Regions from separate parts of the Mus musculus genome. Here region 1 is linked to region 2. The links are chromatin contacts, called in public Hi-C maps. All regions are on one chromosome and are shown on one strand. Each heading gives the region's core, a stretch centred on a gene start, on an enhancer-like site or on the middle of the called end of the contact. The rest is flanking DNA. Distances are from core to core; before and after follow the strand shown.

Region 1 (2,700 bases), core at 73-2,572, 3.7 Mb before region 2:
TCGCAATACTGTTCTAATTACTTTACAATGTAAACTTTCAAAACAGGAAACGTCTCAGATATGCTAGCCCCTTAAACTGGGTAACATCCATTCTGGGAAGGCTTCTATTGTGAGAGATAGAATAGGAATTCTCTGCTGTTTATTTGCATTAGAGAATCTGAAACATAAACATCCACAGTTAGAATACGTGTGTTACAATATAAACAAACGAATGAATTGAATGGAACTACTATATTCCATATTGAAACTTACTGGAGTATTCATTTATGACAGCACAGAAAAGAAAAAGGAAGCCTTTATTGGACATAAATTACATGATGTATTATGTCTGTGGAAACTAGCACTCTGTGCAATTACTGTTGTTGTGAGCTTTCTCTAAATATTTTGTAATTAATTTGAAAGTTATAGTAACACCTCAGAAGAGCTAGCCCCTCACACTGTTCAATATACATAGGTGGTGACTATACAAGGCAAGAAAATTAACAGCATAAAGGAACTGTTAGCCCAAAGCAACTGTTCTCAACCTGTGGGTCATAACTCCTTGGCAAACCTCCATCTTCAAAAATATTCAATTTACGATTCATAAAAGTGTCAAAATTACAGTTACAATGTAGCAACAAAAATAATTTTATGGTTGGGGGTCACCACTGTACTGAAGGGTCTTGGCATTAAGAGGGTTGAGAACGACTGGCCTAAAAAATAACTAAGCACAAAACTATGTTGGAAGAAAATCAGCAGGCGGTTGAAAATTACACGCATGTGTCACGCTCTCAATGGCAAAACGGAGAAGTTAGGCTATGTGTTTTGTTTTGTTTTTTAAATCAGGTTAGACGCGCCTTTCCTTTTCATCTTTTCCTTCTGTCACCTAACTTTCTGTCTTACTACCTCTAGCAAAAACACCCTAGAAACCACATGAGCTTGTGAACCTCTAACAAGTAACCTCTGCTCTGCGCGTGCGTGGGAAACCAGGGACGCACAGCGACAAGACTAGCACGCTGTTGAAAGGCATTTTGCAGCGGTGACCTCCGAATTCCACCAGCCTGGCGGGAAATGAGAACCCAGTCAGTCACCATCTATATTTCAGGAGCAAGCAGGGGCGGCTTCCTATCACAGAAAATCCGTGAAGAAGAAGGAAAGGACAGCAAGATAGATAGGTGGAGCAGATGAAGCCAATAAGAGAAGAATCCTGCAAGCCTGACGTGCTCCACAGCGCACGGGCTTACTCACAGTGTTTGGGGATCACCCGGACCAAGCCCGGACTTCAGAACCGAACCCAGACGCCGGGGTCACACCCGCTCGCCGCAGGAGCTCGGCAGCCAATCAAATCAGGGGGCGTAGCCAACACCGCCCTCGGATTAGCCAATCCAATCCGGACATTGCGGGCGCGCGTCTGATGACGTAAAGACATACGCTCCGCAGGCCGGCCTTCTCTACACAAGTGTGTTTGCGTTCCTCACTGACGCTTCCGGTTCCCAGATCCTGGAAGTTCTCCGTCTTTTCCGGTTGTTTGGGCGGATTAAGTCAGAAGCGCGCCTTTTGAATCCGTGAAGCAACTGTGAAGAGTCGAGGAAGCGATAAAGCGGCTGACAGATCCAGGGGATAATTTGAGCCTCACGCGTTTGTGGTAAAACTCCGTTTTGTTTTGTTTTGTTTTGTTTTTAAGGGGCAATGTCTAATGTCTGAATAGGTCTCTGCCATTTAGGGCAACTGTTTGAGATAACCCCAGAGTGGAGTGAAAATATTGATCTTCCCTCTCTAGTCCCCCTGACCCTCCCGGTCTTGGTTCCTGAATCTCTGTACCTCGTCCTGGAGCGACGGACAGAGTAGCCCAAGTTCACTCTCGTTAGTGGTTCGCAGATGAACAGCTTAAGTTGAGATAAGTCGGTTTAAACTAGTTTCAGTAAACCGGCCAAGAAAACAACAAGCAAACCGAAGCGGAGCGCCTTTTTCCACTCCTCCCATAAGGATTCGATCTAGTCTGAACGGGCTGATTCATAAAGAAAAAAAAAAAAATGTTCTTTGAGCTGTCACGCCGTCCGACTTTACGCTGGTTTCATTTAAGCACTTTATTTCTCTTCGTCTTGGCTAATTAATCCAAAGATATCCCCACAGCTGCCCACAAGTCATTTGATTGCATTTAGTATATCTCATACATAATAATTGTAGTCATAGCGGTGTCTACCAACCCACTGTTAAGCTATGATTTCCTGTGGATCTGGGAACAGTAAGGAATTTTTATCTTCTATCTTAATTTTTCTTTTCTTTTCTTTCTTTCTTTCTTTCTTTTTTTTTTTTTAAATTAACACAAGTTGAGTGGTCCCAACAGGTAGAAATCATGACCCTGGTTTCGATACTTACAATGTCTGTCTCATGATTCAATGTAGGCGTTTTCTGTATTACATCCTGCCATATATGTTGTTTAGCTTGGTGTTTTGGGGGGATTCCTAAAGGTTGGAGTAGGAGAATCTCCTGCTCTTTTGCCATCTCTTGGAAGACCCTTTTCCTCATTTCTGGGTTGCATTATCCAGCCTTGATATGATGGTTTGTGCCTAGTCTGATTACATCTTATTACCTCATGTTTGGTTGATGTCGCTGGGAGCCCTGTTGTTTTATGAAAGGAAACGCAGAAGCAGTGGTTTGGGGAAAGAAAAGGGACCCATGACTTGAGGAGTGGGAGAGGAAACTATGGTCAGATGTATT
Region 2 (2,700 bases), core at 14-2,513:
TTCCATTCTGGGACAGATTCAAATGTTCTGAAAGTAGGGTCAGCCCTGGGGACAGTCACTCTCTGATGTTGGATCAGGAAGGCCAGTACCACTCTTCCTCCTCCTTGTGCAGTATTCCAGCGGATCTGGTATTTCCTCCCTCCCCAGACATCAAGAGCCTCACTTGTATGTTTGAGGGGGTTATCTTTGCTTACTAAAAGTGGTTCCTAGTTGTTCCTCATACCTGCTCGCTGAAGAATCTCCTTGCCATTCCGCAGGAATCTGTGGAGCAGCTCCAGGCACTCTCCCTCCACATAGGCCCTGAAGTACTCTGCTGTGCCAGCTGACTCTAAACGGCTCTTCGTGATCTGAGACACCATGTCCACTGCAGTCCAGGAGCTCAGGTCTTCATTCAGGGTGATGTAATCTGAGCCATCATACGCAGCCTGATAGTGGGCTCCAAGAAGGCGCATGTCTGGCCCTACCTCACAGGAAACCATCCACTGCAGGATGTGAGAGCCTAGCCACAAACAGGGTGTCAGCCTTAGCCACCTCACCCTGCTCCGCCCGCCAACAGGATTTGGACCTAAACTGAAAGTGAAACCGGTTAAAGGTTTCTGAGAGCTCTGAAGCCCAACTCCAAACATCTAACCTGGCACCCAGGGCTACTCTGGTTTGGCAGTAGACAGACAGGAAGGAGTCTGACCCAGGCTTAGGGTCACTCACCGCCTTCACTCTGGTTGTAGTAGCGGAGCAGGGTCCGAAGGTTTGCTCTGGCACTTTGTGCAATATTCTTGACCTTGAGTTTCAGCTCCTTCCAGTACTCTGGTCTTTCCTTCTCCATCCAAGGTGCACGAGGTTCCATCCTCGGAATTTCCTCAATGCTATCACAGCGCTGAAACTGCACGTCGTCAACATAGCCCACAGAGATATACTGGGGCTCCCCACGGCCCGGCCGTGACACCGCAGTGTGGAAATAGCGCAGTGAATGTGAGCCTGGGGGCGAGGCAGGGTAACTTCAGAACTCTTCCCTGATAACCCCGGGCCAGTGAACAAGCATTGGGTTGGGGGTGGGGCAGGGAGCGGAACTCAGGTCCCGGCAGAAAAGGGATCCCCGAGCACCTGGTCCCGATGCCGTGATCCTCTCTTTAGAGGTTATTTACTTCCCGACCCCTGAACTCACCAGAACCTGTTTGGGTAACAGCCAAAGAGACCACCACCATGTGCAGGAGAGCGCGGTTGCTTGAGGACCCCATCCTTCCCGTGGTAGCCCTGATTAGATTCGCTAAGTACACGCCAACCAATTAGAATGGGAATTGGAGAAGCGTCATCAGTATCCGGGCAAAAGTACCCGACAAAGTTTACAGAGTTACAGAGAAGTGAAACCTCAGAGGAAATGGGGGAATCTCCAATGCTGGGTTAAACCTGGAAACTGGGCTTGGATTTGATCTCTGTTCTCCTACACTGAGTACTTAATGTCACGTTTCCTAGAACATTTTTAATATTCTAGGATCAGTATGTTCTCTAAAACAAACAAAACGGTTTTTTTTTCGTTTTGTTTTATGTGTACTGATGTTTTGCTTATATTTATGTATGTGCACCTCATGAATGCCTGGTGACAGCAGAGGCTAGAAGTGGGCATCTGACACCCTGGAACTTGTGATACTGGTCCTATCAATTGCCACATGAGTTCTGGAAATAAGACCCAGGCAAACTCCATGGATAAGTTTTATGAGTTAGGTCTACCAATAATTATCACTTGGGGTGCACACTTATAAACCCAGTCTCCAGGACATATAGGATTTTGGAAGGAGTTCAAGGTTGTCTTCAGCTAGGGAGTTCAGTAACACAGTGAGATGAGGAGCTCTGGTAAGAAATGTTCCAAGAGGTCTTATGGTCAAACCTTTTAGTTATTAGGAGTGGAAGCCCCTGAGTTTTTCTTGTTTGCAAGCTCTAAAGTCCTCCCATCCCACTGGGGATCCAAGCAAGAGTTCTTGGAATCAGTGTAGGCACAGGAAACTGACTTGGATGCAGATTCATTAACACAGTTGGCAATTTGGGAAATAGCTCTGGCAGATAGAAAACAAGGACAATATTTAAACAAAAATATTGAGATAAAGACTAATGAATCTAAAGTTGATTTTAGCAGTTTGATGGTTTGCCATAGACAATATGATTACTCAATTTTCACTCAGAAATCATATTAGTCACAAATGTCATAAATGAACTGTTTAGATGGTATGCTGTATTTCAATAGGCCCACTTGCTGTATATAAACAGCAGTCCCTACAGGTAAATTAGCCAAACTCTCACCCCTATTGCTCAATTTCCATGTTGTTTTGTCTTGTTTTATATTTTGAGACAGGGTTTCTTAGTCCTATCTGTCCTGGACTCAATTGGTAGTTGATGTGGCCTTGAACTCACAGAGATCCTCCTGCCTCTGCCTCCTGAGTGTTGGGGTCAAAGGTGTGCAATGCCATGCCTGGTTCAGACTCCATGTTTGATCACAAATGATCCACGGTGTCAGTAGAACTCAGCTTAAAGCTCGTCATTTTAATTTGCAGTATATTACTCTAAGTTTCATGACTTTCTGCATTCACTATATGTTGGATTTCTCAAGAACTGCTGTGGCGCTGCCCCACCTTTGATATTATTGCCACCCTTTCCTCTCTTGTAATTGGCCAAAGGTTTTACCAAAATGTTATTATTTTCAACATCAAT

What was found. A called contact is a pair of places that touch in the nucleus more often than the background predicts.
Region 1: a Hi-C map of pro-B cells shows a contact between it and region 2, with 6 times the contacts expected there. The contact joins the promoter of Mmut here to the promoter of H2-M3 in region 2. A contact is called at or near these places in 3 of 484 Hi-C or Micro-C datasets (CD4 T cells, CD8 T cells and pro-B cells).

The regions. Positions count from the first base shown.
Region 1 is chr17:40,933,307-40,936,006 of GRCm38.p6, reverse strand. It overlaps Mmut (methylmalonyl-Coenzyme A mutase), which reads right to left and starts at 1,322. Exons shown (of 13, transcript NM_008650.3): 1 at 1,228-1,322. It overlaps Cenpq (centromere protein Q), which reads left to right and starts at 1,433. Exons shown (of 9, transcript NM_031863.4): 1 at 1,433-1,624.
Region 2 is chr17:37,268,797-37,271,496 of GRCm38.p6, reverse strand. It overlaps H2-M3 (histocompatibility 2, M region locus 3), which reads right to left and starts at 1,263. Exons shown (of 8, transcript NM_013819.2): 1 at 1,163-1,263; 2 at 706-975; 3 at 224-499. The coding sequence starts at 1,235.